Linked DNA regions of Sus scrofa: region 1 is linked to region 2. A link is a contact called in public Hi-C data. All regions are on one chromosome and are shown on one strand. Each heading gives the region's core, a stretch centred on a gene start, on an enhancer-like site or on the middle of the called end of the contact. The rest is flanking DNA. Distances are from core to core; before and after follow the strand shown. Region 1 holds the start of FOXI3 (forkhead box protein I3). Region 2 holds the start of RPIA (ribose 5-phosphate isomerase A).

Evidence for each region. Hi-C and Micro-C count contacts between places; a contact is called where the count stands out from the background.
Region 1: a Hi-C map of psoas muscle shows a contact between it and region 2, with 2.1 times the contacts expected there. The contact joins the promoter of FOXI3 here to the promoter of RPIA in region 2. A contact is called at or near these places in 2 of 47 Hi-C or Micro-C datasets (embryonic fibroblasts and psoas muscle).

Annotation. Positions count from the first base shown.
Region 1 is chr3:57,582,971-57,590,391 of Sscrofa11.1, forward strand. It overlaps FOXI3 (forkhead box protein I3), which reads left to right and starts at 3,699. Exons shown (of 3, transcript XM_021088419.1): 1 at 3,699-4,372; 2 at 6,753-6,863; 3 at 6,866-7,396. The coding sequence starts at 3,736. The coding sequence ends at 7,374.
Region 2 is chr3:57,383,302-57,390,424 of Sscrofa11.1, forward strand. RPIA (ribose 5-phosphate isomerase A) reads right to left here and starts at 3,608. Exons shown (of 9, transcript NM_001097495.1): 1 at 3,327-3,608. The coding sequence starts at 3,599. It overlaps LOC102164763 (a long non-coding RNA gene), which reads left to right and starts at 3,793. Exons shown (of 5, transcript XR_001306050.2): 1 at 3,793-3,897; 2 at 4,729-5,179; 3 at 5,311-5,496.

The DNA.
Region 1 (7,421 bases), core at 2,449-4,948, 200 kb after region 2:
GCAGTGTATTCTTGGAACAGAAGACAGATGTCATGGAGTTCCCGTCATGGCGCAGTGGAAACGAATCCGACTAGGAACCATGAGGTTGAGGGTTTGATCCCTGGCCTTACTCAGTGAGTTAAGGATCCAGTGTTGCGGTGAGCTGTGGTGTAGGTCGCAGATGTGGCTCAGATCCCGCGTTGCTGTGGCTGTGGTGTAGGCCGGCAGCTACAGCTCCGATTGGACCCCTAGCCTGGGAACCTCCATGTGCCATGGGTATGGCCCTAAAAAGACAAAAAGGCAAAAAAAAAAAAAAAAGAAGACAGATGTCAAGTTGGTGGAAAACTTGCTTTCCTGGGGGAAAGAGCTGCCTCAGTTTCCGACCAGCACTTGGACTCAGTAAGCAGAGCCCGATATGTTTGTCACAGGAGCAAATGAACAGCATCCCTGAGCTCTGCTTCAATCTGCAAGTCACAGCCTTTGAGATATGGTGACCTTGAGGTGTGGACTGGGAGGGGACAGAGGCACTTGTTTATGACCCTTGCTAAAGACACTACCAGCCCTAAAATGAGAACCAATTAAGTGGTCAGAAGTTGTTAAAAGTAAGGAATGGGGAGTTCCCGTCGTGGCACAGTGGTTAATGAATCTGACTAGGAACCATGAGGTTGCAGGTTCAATCCCTGGCCTTGCTCAGTGGGTTAAGGATCCGGCATTTCCATGAGCTGTGGTGTAGGTCGAAGATGCTGCTCGGATCCGGCATTGCTGTGGCTCTGGAGTAGGCCAGCGACTACAGCTCCGATTGGACCCTTAGCCTGCGAACCTCCATATGCCGCAGGAGCGGTCCTAGAAAAGACAAAAAAAAAAAAAAAAAAGAAAAAGAAAAAGAAAAAAAGAAAAAAAAAAAGAAAGTAAGGAATGGGCCCAACTCCTACTGACTCAACATCTTTGCTTCAGTAAGCCATCCTTTCTTCCTCATGACAATAAATGCATGAATTAATCCTCCATATTTTGGCCTATGTGATAGAGTTATTCTCACCTCATTTTTCCAAAAACCATATTCTCTGATTACAATTTGGGTTTTCTTCCTTTCTGGTCTCACCTCCTCTGGTTCCTTTTCCTCTTCCACTTGCACAAGAGTTTGTTTTTGTCTGACTCTGACTTCTTTTGTTGTTGTTGCTGTTTGTGTTTGTTTAGGGCTGCGCCTGCAGCACATGGAAGTTCCCAGGCCAGGAGTCGAATCAGAGCTGCGGCTACCAGCCTACACCACAGCCACAGCAATGACAGATCCAAGAGCTGAGGCCAGGAATTGAACCCACATCCCCATGGATACTAGTTGGGCTCACTACCAACGAGCCACAGTAGGAACTCTCTTAAGCACAGTTTTTATTATTATTATTTTTTTAAGGGCACCAAATGCTTTTTAAATTTGTTAATTGTTTTTAAAACAGGGTTTTAAAATATTTTAATCTTGATATTAAAAATCCAGACTATGGTCAATGATAGCTTTAACCTTATTAATATGTGATTTAAAAACAGACAGAAAAAAGTATAACTTCCAAACCCCTAGAGAGGGTGTCCCCCTCACAGAATATACACTGAATATATTCACCTGAATATATGCTGTAACAGAGGCAAAGAGCCACTAGATGGCTCTATCATTTTTAAATAAAATTAAAGTCCACTAATGATAAGGTATAGTTAAGGAACAAAATATCTCTACTTGGCAGGACTTTTAACCAAAGCAAGAAACAATAAACTGCAATCATGGCCTCTCATACAGAATATTTTGGAGTTAAAGGGTTAAGAGTTAATCTAAAAAAAAGAAAAAATCTGCAAAAACTGCAAAGTATGTATGGGTAAGCAACTTGCTAAAAAAAAAAAAATAAGGGATGGCATTGTATTATATTCTTAAGGACATCAATTACTAAGGGGGAGATGGTTTCAAATTTTTCCTCATTTATTACCACCTAGTTTGCCAGCTTTTCTTTTGGACTTTGTAGTTTAGACTTGAAATTTAAGAAAAAAATTGGATGTGGGCACTGTAACATTAAAAATGGCTTTCCAATTTCCTAGCTTATAGCTGTCATCCTTGTTAACATCCCAAGAGAAATAACAAAACCAAATAACCTTGTTTGGGTTATTTGGGAAGGAAAACAAAAGCACCTGCTTATCTAAATTAGGAAACATCTCAAAATACAACTAAGGCAAGGGCTATTTCCAGTCTATATCATTTCCGAGGAGACTGAAAGAAATTGTGGGACAAGAATTCCTTTCTGGTTACGGGAAAGACGAAGAAAATGTTACATTTGAAGTGTAATTTGCATTTTAGATACCAAAATTTGCTAGTTAAATATACTTGGATTGCGTTTTCAAAGGAGTGAGATAATAGAAGACGATCATTTTCCTGAAAGCACATAACTAACTTTGCCGTGAAACCAAATGCCGGGCGGGGGTGGGGGAAGTTTCCGAATTTTTAAATATTTTGACCTTCAGTCTGCAATTGCAAATAGAAAAAAATCCTTTTCCCCCTCCCCTCTCCATTAAACAAGAATCGCAGACCTGTCACTTGTTAAGAACGTACTTCGGAATCGTTTTAATTGTAAAAGAAAACACTTTTCTTATTGTTCGGAGCCAATATATAATGATTGCGTGGCATGTGGGGTCGCAACAGTATTTTACTGGTTTTGTTTGTTTTTCCAGGCAGGAGCCGCATTTGAAAACTTACAAAACAGAAGAGGGCAAGTCTTAAGCCAAAATTCGTTAAGACCGTTTTTTGAAAATGAGCCCTTCTTGCACAGTTTAAATTACAGTTGGCTTTAAAATGCTAATTCCGAACCCACTTATTTAAATGTCTTTGAAAATGTTCACTCTTCGGTTTGGAAGGCAACAAATCACACGAAAAGACTGTGCAAACGGAACCTAATATGAACAGACGCTTCCCGAATGCACACGAACCTAACGTTATGTTTAGAGACGTGGTTAGAGAAATTAAAAACCAATTTCAGTCCCTCCCTTCCAAGAATCCCCTAGGAGAAGGGATGCTCCTCGGTATCTATCCTGTGCCCCCAAAGACTTGTAAATCACGTCTATTATTTTCGACTGGGAGCCGATCAGTCGAGACCGGACGTGAATCCTGCAACTCGATCACAAAAGGTGTAGAAGCTCGAGGTCGAAATACCAAAGGGGGCTCGGCAGGTGGCCAAGGCGGCCACCAAAGTGAACTTACACTTTTTCGAAAATAGTTGTACTGTTTTGGTAATCTTCTCTTTGTTTTGATATTTGTTATTTTATTTCGTTATCGTGTTGAGAACGCGATGGTTAGGAATGGGGAGCCGTTCTCCTGAATTCTGGAGGCTCCAGCCGCCCCGGTTCCCTCCGCCCGGGGAGCGAGGAGGGGCCGCAGGGGCGGGGCGGGCACGGCGGGCGGCGCGAGGTTTCCGCGCTCTTTGCCGGGACGCGCGGGCAGGTGGGGCGTGGCGGGGGCGTGGAGAGCCGGGGCCCGCGGGCCGCCGCCCAGCCCCGGGACCAGCCCGGGAGGAGACGCGCAGCGGACGGTTATAAGAAGCCGGCTCGCCGGCGCTCCGCGTGCACCGGCCCGCCTTCCTCCTGCTCCCCCGTCCCGGACACCGGTCGCCAAGTGAGGGCTGAGGCGGGGCCGCAGGGTTGGCCCCCAAAGGGATGCTCTCGCCCGAGCGGCGAGATCAGCCCCGCTCGCCCCTCGCCGCCGCCGCGCCGCACCCGCCGACGGCCACCGACATGGCTCTCTACTGCGGCGACAACTTCGGCGTGTACTCTCAGCCCGGCCTGCCCCCGGCCACCGCCGCCACTGCCCCGGGCGCCCCTCCGCCCTCTCGAGCGCCCTACGGACTGACCGACTACGCCGCACCGCCGGCTGCCGCCGCCAACCCCTACCTGTGGCTCAACGGGCCGGCGGTGGGCGGTCCCCCCGCCGCCGCCGCCGCTGCCGCCGCGTACCTAGGCGCCCCCCCGCCGCCGCCGCCGCCCCCCGGGGGCGCGCCGGGTCCCTTCCTGCAGCCGCCGACCGCCGCCAGCACCTTCGGCTGCGCGCAGCGGCCCTTCGCGCAATCCGCGTCCGCCGCGCCCGCCTCGCCCGCGGGGCCCGCGGCGCCCGGGGAGCTGGGCTGGCTGTCCATGGCCAGCCGCGAGGATCTGATGAAGATGGTGCGGCCACCCTACTCGTACTCGGCGCTCATCGCCATGGCCATCCAGAGCGCGCCCGAGCGCAAGCTCACGCTCAGCCATATCTACCAGTTCGTGGCCGACAGTTTCCCCTTCTACCAGCGCAGCAAGGCCGGCTGGCAGAACTCCATCCGCCACAACCTGTCGCTCAATGACTGCTTCAAGAAGGTGCCCCGCGACGAGGACGACCCAGGTAAGGGCAGACAAGTGCTTGCCGGCGGGTCCCTCACCCATTCCCGCCTCCCACAGCGGCTGGTGAGTTAGGGAAAATGGAAAAAGCCTTGAATCTTCCCCTGGCTGTTCATCAGGCCTTTGGAAGGGAGGGTCAATTAGGAATAGGGAGGTAGATTAGGAAAAAAAGTGCACGGGACGAGTTCTCAGATAAGGGACGGCTATAAAGAGATTGGGATGAGCTGAGAATCCCATCACTTTTCACGAGAGAGGTGGGGGGAGACCAAGCGTTAGAGCAGCCGGACACTCCAGCTGTCCGGCGATGCACCTCTCCTGCCTCGGGTTCGCGAGAGACTCCCCGTGCGCTTCTTAACCGAGACCTGCGCCTACCTGGAGAGGGAGAATTCGAAGGTGGTGGCACAGGCGTCCTGAGACCGGAGCCGAGGGGTCCTGCGCATTGTGGTTTGGGAACTTTAACTGTTTTAGAAGTGCCGACATGAAAATCCCAAGTAGACTTCGTTCTGATCTAAGCTGAGGAGGGCTTTCCCTCTTAGTTGAGGGATGAGGTAGAGACAAGTTCAACAATGAGAGAAACAGCCCTCCTGCAGGTTTGCAGAAGGAGCCCAGGACAAGGGAGGTGGGGGAAGAGTTGTGAGCAGAAAAAGAGAAGAGAAATAAAACTGTTGCATTTGGACTCCACAGAAAGCCAAGACTTTGTGTAAATTATGTAACTGCTCTGGAGTATTTGTACCTAAAGTTATTCTAGAGCAGGGCTTTCCAGATGAAATACAATATAAACCACATAATGATTGTAAATTTTCTAGAAGCCACGTGAAAAAAGTAAAAAGAACCTGGTGAAATAATTTCTAATTTTTTGGAGGTAATTGTTTCAGCATTTAACAAATATAAAAAAATTACTAGTGAGATACTTGACATGATTCTAAGTCTTCAAAATTCTGTGTGTGTGTTTTACACCGCATCTCATTTGGAACTAGCAACTTTTCAGATGCCCAAAGGCCAAGTGTGGTGAGTGATTACTGTACTGGACAAGGAGTGCAGTTCTAGAAGATGCATCTTCCATATTTGGCCTCTAAATTATCAAAGATGATCATGGAAATTTCCCTGCATAGTTCTGGATTTCCTAAAAAGTCAAGGATCTCTAGCTATGCCTTTTGTCAAAGGGCTTGAGGTGACACAATGGAAATAACCTGAGAGGTGTAGGTATTGATAGTTGTTCCATGATATTATTTAGATGATTATTTAGATAGTTGTTCAACTCCTTGCAGAAAATGTGTTGGTGGAGGTAATGGATGTGAAGAAGTGTGCTAATGTGGAAGTGTGGAAGCAGAGCAATACAGTGGTCAAGTATGCTGAGTCCAGGGAGTTCCTGTTGTGGCTCAACGATAACGAACCCAACTAGTATCCATGAGGATGTGGGTTCCATCCCTAGCCTTACTCAGTGGGTTGAGCCGTGGTGTAGGTTGGATCCTGTGTTGCTGTGGCTGTGGCCAACAGCTGCAGTTCCCATTCGACCCCTGGTCTGGGAACTTCCATATGCTGCAGGTGTAGCCCGAAAGAGCAAAAAAAAAGAAAAAAGAAAAAAGATACTGAGTCCAGAGCCAACCTGCTTAAACCTCTGGCCCCTACCATCGATGCCTGGGAAGATGGAAGGTTACTAGCCAATCTGTCCCTCAGTTTCTCTGGCTGAAAAAAAAGACCCGTGAGGAATAACATTATCCAGGCGGAGAACTCACTCCAAGATAAGGGCTTTACAGTACTTTCAGATGCCAAAGATTCTTTTTACTGGATGTGAAAAAAAAAAGCTGTTGGGAGATAAAATCCTCCTAGATGATAGATCTTTTTTACTCCCATTGTGCTAGATAGTGAGGGAAATTATCTAAGCAGAAGGCTGGCATTGCGAGCATCAAATGTGGCCCTGATCTCTGAAGTTAGCGGAGTGAAGGAAAAGCTTGGAAGAGACAAGGGGGCACCTCCTGCCCTAGGTGAGGAGGGTGCATGGAGCTTCCTGGTACTCCAAAGAGATGCCTTGCAAGGCAGAAGGTTGTGTATTTGAGGTCGCCTCTTTCCAGTGGAGTATTTTTAGGGGCAGGTATTGTCCCCTTTCAGCCAATGATAATGATAACAGATAATTGTTTTTCCACTGCTTTTCCTGTGTGCTGGCCACTTGGCAGAGATCTATCATTAACCCTCACAGCCAACCCCTATTTTTAGAGATAAGGAAAGGGAGGCTCAGGTTTAGTGCAATCTTCCCCCCAAAATACATTTAAACAGCAGAATGGATTGAGCCTCTTTGTCAGTTTGAGTGCCTGCCCCCCTCCTCTCAGATCAGAAGCCCAATTCGTGGTCCACCCCTAACTCAGCCATCTTTCTTGTTTCCTTAGGGAAGGGGAATTACTGGACCCTGGATCCCAACTGTGAGAAAATGTTTGACAACGGGAACTTCCGTCGGAAGCGAAAGCGCCGCTCGGAAGCCAGTAACACCCCCGCGGTAGCTATGGGACATCCAAATCTGAAGAGGGGCTCTCCCCAGGACTGGGGTCTGGAGTAGGGGGAAAGCCGGAAGGGGACAGCGCCTCTGCGTTGCTGAGACCCTCCCAGTCCCCGGAACCTCCTGAGGGCACCAAGAGTACTGCCTCCTCCCCTGGAGGGTCCCTGCTCTCTTCTACCCCCTGCCTGAACAGCTTCTTCAGCAGCCTCGGCACCCTAAGCGTCAGCAGCAGTGCAAGCACCCAGCGAGCGCTCCCGGGTGGCCGCCACCTAGGGATCCAGGGGGCCCAGGTGCCCTCCAGCGGCACATTCCCCCCCAGCTCCGGCTCGGACGCCTCTCCAGACACCTTGCAGCTAAGTCACAGCACGGGCAACAGCAGCAGCCAGAGATCTTCCTATTATAGTCCCTTCCCGGCCAGCACCAGTGGGGGGCAAAGCGGCCCCTTTGGCAGCCCTTTCTACAACTTCAGCGTGGTCAACAGCCTCATCTACCCCCGAGAGGGCTCTGAGGTATAGAGCACAGCGTGTTTCTTAGACCTGAATATGCACACTTGAGATCTTTT
Region 2 (7,123 bases), core at 2,358-4,857:
TGTCACAATGCAAAACAGCTGAATATCAGAAAACAAGAATGTGCCCTGACTAGATAGGCTCAGCCTGACTTCACACCTGAGCTGAGGCTGAACACTCTTAGCTACACAGTAATTCAACTGCCAGGTCACTCATTACCTCATCTGCCATACACTCATGTCACCCAGCAGGCAGGTGGCACACAGATGAACTCGGCAAGTCACACAGGCTCTGTGCAAGGCTCCTTCCTTGGCTAGACCCCAGAGATTCATCCCACACCCCCATATTTGTGTCCACACTCCACACAATTCATTCAACATTTACTGGCCTGGCCCCACTGTGACCAACACTGAATGAATATAAAGTTAACTACATCTGGAAGCTTACTCTTCAAGGGACTGGGAGACGGAGACAGACACAGACAGACACACACACACAACTAGAACATAAAGACACCAGCATAAGGCACCGAAGAGGTACAGACAGAGTGCTACAGAATTAAAGGATAATTCCTCTCCCTACAAATCCAAGGAAGAACTTTGAGGAAGAAATGGCCTTGGAACCAAATTCTGAAGGATATATATGATTTTCACAGGCAAAAGCAGTGGACAAGAAAGAGCATTCTAGGTGAAGGTAGTAATATTAAAACTCACGCTCCATGAGAAGAGAGCACAGAAGGGAACAAGAATGTGGGCTTAAGAACCAGTCTGTGTATCCACTCCAAATGGCTCGGCACCTGGCTTTTACCAGCTGTTCTCCATGTGTCCTATGGAGGTGGGGATGAAGCCACCTGAGGGGCACTGTGACAAGGGCAGATGAAAGCTTCAGAAGATGCTAAAGCACCATTTGGGTGGTCGACAGAGGGGACAAGAAAAGGGCAACTGCAGTCGTCTGGCCACAGAGAGAGCATAACCTAGGAAGTTGATAAATCAACAGGAAGGGTCCGTTCTCAGGGTATCCAAAGGTGGAACCAAAAGGACCCAGTACAACCTACCTCCATAAACGAACACTAACATGAGTATGAAACTGAGCAGGATCTTTCGGGGCCCTCCTGGGTACAAATCCTTTCCACATCCGCTCCTTCTGGTTTGCAGGAAGTAGGCTTCATTCTGCTTCCCAGATCTTCCCTGAGTTCCAAAGGGCAGATTCAAACAATTGCTAATCAGGGAAGGGAGGAAATGCAGAAACCAAGGAGGAACAGTCCAGAAACAATAGTGCCAGGTCCAGAAAATATACATAACTTATTCTGGAATTCTTCCGCAGGATCTAAGGCCTCCACTCAGGTGAAGGATGGTAACTTCAGGCTGAGCAGGAGGGTCTTGCAATACTGCCGTTATTAGCTCACCATCAACCAATCTAAGGAAAGTCTGCCCACAGTGGAAAATAAGACTCTGACCCCCCCCCAAATGATTACCTGCAATTAACTTCCCCTTTCTCCCTTAAAAAACTTTCCTGGCCAAGCAGAAACTTGGGACTTGGTTCTGGGAGTCCTCCTCCCCAGGTTGCCAGCATCCAGAACAAAACAACCCTTTCTTTACAACCAACACTTGTCTTTCCAGGGGTCAGCAGCCAAGCCTGAGTTGGGTAATGAGTACATAATTTCAAGACACGAAGTGCTAGAGGAAAACTTGGCCTTAGATGAAAAAAAGGATATCCTCTGGTGAGGGCAGCTAAACCTTGACAATTAGGTACATGATTATACTCAATAAATGAAAGGCTTTGAATTAAATTATCTTGTTTGCAAAATATTCGGGACCAGCCTGCCCTCCTCCCTCCTTTAGCCACATTTCTGGCCACCACATCAACTGCTTGACACACTCAACAAATACCAAGCACAGGAATGAAGTGAATGAATCAATGCTGAAGACAGAACATACAAAATTCAAGTAATACTGGCATCTCAGGAAAGAAGTTTGCAAAGGAAAGTGAGTGTAACTGAGACTGCCCCCAAACGACCAGTAAAGCTCTCCCCAGGATCGCCTGGAACTTCGGGGAATGTGGCTGGAATCCAGTGTTGTGGGGCTCTGGCCTGAGGAGGGGACTTGCAAATTTTTATTTAACCAAATACATAATAACAAAACTACAGTCAGAGAGATACATGCTACCAAATGGTAATGTAAACAGGTTAATAAGAAATCTAATATATGGAACTTGCCTATCTATATAGACTTCATTTATCCATTACCACTCACTTTATCCAGGCATTTCGAAATTTCAGCTTATGGTCCCCATTTTGCAGCTGAGGCACTGAAACCCAAAAGCAGAACCAGGTTACACATTTCACATTATCTCTGTGAACTCCCACAGAAAATCCTATTGCTAACCAGATTATTACACCATAACAGGGTGGCCGTGGGAGTGGTGGAAGGGCACTAGAACAGGAGCCACAGGGTTTGGGTCCTGTAAGTTCCTTGGTCATTCCTCCTACAGGGCAGGCCCCTCCCATTTAGCCAGGCTGTGGGAGGATGGAACATCTAGGCAAAATAATCTTGTACACTAAAGCATTATCAAATGCAAAGAATAAAGAACCACCATTAGAGAAAAGGGAATCTGATACCTCTTTCCAAGAAGCAGAAAAGACAAAAAGCCAATAAAGCCAAGGAAACTCCACCTAAGGATAGAGATACTCCACTTGCCTCTGGGCTCCCGAAGTCTTATAATTAAGATAATTAACCTCATTGTTGACAGCAAATCCACTTAGGTTAAAAGACTCCACCAAGAGAACCACACCCGTCACTTAGCAAACAAGTGGGGCCATGACCTCACCAAGAAACAGCTAAACATCTCCACACTCCCGCCCTAAAGAACAGGGTCCTCTAGGCTTTCAAGTGTCCACTCGGGCCCTGTCAAAGGGAGGAAGTTTAAAGCCCCGAGTTTCCCCTTATGCTCGGTCTCCACTTCCCTCCCGCGAGTACATTCAGGAACAAGGGCGCACCGAATCAAGCTCCTCCTTCGGGTAAAATTTCAAAACACCTTTCAAGTCAGCTCCCCACCTACTTCCCAGGGCGGTGAAGAGAAATGACGACCTCTCCATCTGACAAGGAAGCCACAGGTTAAGTCCCTCCTAAATCCACTCCAAACATCAGACACCACCAGCCTCCACTTTGCAAACAGTTATCTGCCCTGGCAAGGAGTTCTTTCAATAGCTCAACTTTTACGGGACTTGCCCACAAATGATTCCACATCTAAAAAGCCTTTAAACAGATGTAAACCCGGGTAAAGTGCGCACCCTCTGCCCTCTCCCGAAACCCCCGCTGTGCCAGGAACTAGTCGCGCCCGACAGTGCCCAGAACGCTCAGCAGGAGCCCTTCAGGCCAAGCACAGACGCCCCATGCCCCGAGCTGCTTACCCTCACGTGGTTCTCCACGGCCGCGCGGCCCGCCAGCTTCTTGGCCTCCTCGGCCTTGGACATCGTGGAGGGGGCCGGGCAGACGCTGTTAGCGTCCCCACTGCTGGTACTAGTGCTGCCAACGCCGAACTGCGCGCGTCCCGGAGGCTGCACGTGCGAACCCAGGACGCCCCAGCTGTTCCCGCCTCCGCCAGAGGCCGCGCCCCCAGCCCGCCCGGGCAGCGGGGCCAGGACCCGCCCGTAGAGGGTGCTGAAGGGCCCGGGGCGCTGCATCCCGCCGCCTCGCTCCAGCCTCCACCACAGACCCGCCCCCGGCTCCACCGGAAGTCTGATAGCATACGTACTAGATCCGCGTCGCTGCGGCGCAGGCCTTGCTGGGAAATGTGGTTCTACGGCTTCGGCGGCCGGAAGCCGCGCCCCAGCCTGGACCACCGGCCCCACAATGCTCCGCGACCGGGTGCGCAAATCTCGGGCGACAGGCTTTGCGCGACTTGTACCGCCCGTGTAGCCGAGTTTGGGTCATTCTTTCAGGTTTTTTTTGTTTGTCCGCGCATCTGAGAAGTGGGTGTAGGTATGACCCTGTTGTTTTTCCCAGAAGTAAGAACGTGGCCGTGGACGAGGCTGGAGGCAGTCGCACTTCCGGAGACCTCATTTCGGGAGTGCCTTCTCTATACTGGCTCCACAGGGAAACGCACCTGGGGGCTCCTGACTCCCGTTTTAGTCCATCCTTAGACCCCGCAGGCCCGGGACTACAAATTTCGGACCCCCAGACTTAGATGTTGTTATGCATATGGATGGCAAGGTTTCCTCCAGATAGAGCCCTAGCCTCGCAGATAACATGCGACCCGCAGAAACCCCGCAGTCCTTCTTGACTTAAAAAGGACTTCCACTTTTCTAGTTTCTCCTCTACCTGTAAAGTGTCTTGATGTAGGTGAAAAGAAGGAAAAAAAGACTACACGCACAATGTAAGAGCAGTGAGTTTCAGTTTTATTCTGGGATGTTACTAGGGACTATAGCCTGGGAAATAATCTCTCAGCTCTTTGGAACTCTACAAGAGATAGAGGAGGAGCCAGTATGTATATGAATTTTTGGTCTATGAAATGTAGTCAAGCATACATCTTGACTACTTACCATCAAAAAAACCCAGGTAGTTCAAGTTAATGATTTTAGTGCTTTCCCAAGTATGGGAGGATGCAGGAATCTAGCGTCATTGAAATTCTTCCTTAGATACATATCTTTGTCTAGGGGCCATGTATCCAAAACACAGAAGGCTTCATCCAGTTTTTCTCTACCCTGAATTCCGCTTAGGGTGAACTGTTAGTGGGGCAACTGCAGAGTTGAGGCTTAACCTTTTGTGTAACTGGGTGATAAATGAGATTCTTCGTCCTGTTCTTACTTACAGAGCATGGTAAAGATGGAAGAACTCTTTGTTGTTGTTGTTGTTATCTGAGCTGGAGCTGCAGCAATGATGGATCCTTTAACCCACTGCATCTGGCCAGGGATCAAACCCATGCCTCTGCAGCAACCCAAGCTGCCACAGTCAGCTTCACCTGCCACATCACAGCGGGAACTCTAGGGTGGAAGGATTTTTTTTCTTTTCTTTTTAGGGCTGCACCTGCAGCATATGTAAGTTACCAGGCCAGGGGTCTAATCAGAGCTCAGCTGCCCGTCTACACTGATGCCTATGCAGCAACATGGATTCGCGCCTCATCTGCAACCTATACCACAGCTCTCACTGAGCGAGGCCAGGAATTGAACCCACGTCCTCATGGATATTAGTCAGGTTCTTAATCTGAAGAACCACAACAGGACCTCTGTGGGGTGAGAGAATTCTTTCTGTCCCTATTTTATAGGTAAGAAAGCTTTTTCTGACTCCATTCATATTGACTACTTGGAGGTCTATAAAAAGAACTAGCCTTTGTGCTGTTCCTCCATGTTGGTGGAATCCCTTGTCTACTATGACCTTATTTCCAAACCATTTCAGGTCTTCTCCCTCTTCTGTGTGCAAAGCACCAGTAATAAGCCACTGTCATCACCCTGGTGACCTGGGCTTCCTTTGCCATGCCTCCTGAAGCTGTCAGCCCTTGGACCATGTGCAAGGAAAATCAAAATGGAGTGGGCATTAGTAAGAGAGCTCTCCAAAATGGAGCCAGGAGGCCACTGGGACAAGGTGAGTTATGCACTTATAAGCTAACCACTTTCTGGAATTTCCCATTGTGGCTCAGGTTAAGAACCCCATAGTGTCCGTGAGGATGCAGGTTTGATCCCTGGCTTCGCTCAGTGGTTCAAGGATCCAGTGCTGCCACAAGCTGCAGCATAGGTCGCAGATGCAGCTGGGATCCCATGTTGTTATAGCTGTGGCTTAGGCCTGCAGCTACAACTCCGATTCAGCCCCTAGCCTGGGAAGTTCCATATGAAGCAGGTGCAGCCATAAGAAAGAAGAAAAAGAAAATTAGCTAACCATTTTCTGTCTTAAAGTACACATTCAGGACATCTGCCAGAAATTCTGGATACTTACTCAACCCTTACCATAAGTCCTGACAGCCTATCTGCTTATTGAGACCCTTACCCTAAAATGACTCATGACAGCTTATTTAAGGACAAATATTTCCTTACCTGCATCAGAGTCAAGTACAATTTTTTGTTGTTGTTTTCTTTTTAGAGCTGCACCCAGGACATATGGAGATTCCCAGGCTAGGGGTCAAATCAGAGCCATAGCCACCAGCCTATACCACAGCCACAGCAGCGCCAGAGCCAAGCTACACCTGCAGCCTAAGCCACAGCTTGTGGCAGTGCCAGATCCTTTAACCCACTAAGCAAGGCCAGGGATCAAACCCACATCCTCATGGGTACTAGTTCGGTGCTTAACCTGCTGAGCCACAAGGGGAACTCCTCAAGTACAGTTTGGCTAGACAACTTTAACAACCTTGTGGCTTTTGTCTGTATTATCTCCTGGCTCTTTCTCTTCTCCATAACAATTTCAATTTTACCTGAATCTGTGTCTCTTGAGTTGCAATTCTTAAGCCCCTAAATAAAGCTTCTGTTTGCAGCCCCAGTAGTGATCCCATTACAGTCACTCATCAGTAGTTCAACAGCCTCCACCTTGACCTGCAGAAGGAAAAGTTATTTGAGGTAGTATTTGAATCCTGCTCTTTAGGCACAATTTGGAAATCAGCTCAAAGTTCTAGCTACAATGCAGAAAAAAAAATGTAGAGCCTCGCTACAGTTATTCTCTGCACATTTGAGGGCCTCCGTAGTCAAATTTGTGGCCCCTTCTGCATCCTTTTGGAAGCAGTCTCTCTCCAATTCAAGTTTCTCCATCAGAAGTTTACTGGAGTTAGGAGTTCACATGGTGTCTCAGCGGCATGAATCTGACTAGTATCCATGAGGGTGCAGGTTCAATCCCTGGCCTTCCTCAGTGTGAGCTGTGGTGTAGTTCTCAGATGTGACTCAGATCTGGCATTGCTGTGGCTGTTGTGTAAACCAGCAGCTGCAGCTCCAATGCAACCGCTAGCTTGGGAACTTCCATATGCCTTAGGTTTGGCCCTAAAAATAAGACAAAAAAAAAATTACTGGAGCAAAAGTTAGTGATCCAGCACCTGTCTCTATTCAGCCTTAACAGCATCAGCCTAAAATACCAGGTAGATGGCTCCCCAAAACAGAAGGATTTGTGTCCCACTTCAAAAAGGAAGCAAGAAAGAAGAAAATACTGTGTTCTGGAGTTCCCTGGTGACCCTGTGTGTAAGGCTGGGGTCACTGCTGTGGCACAGAAAGAAAGTAAATATTAGAATAACATG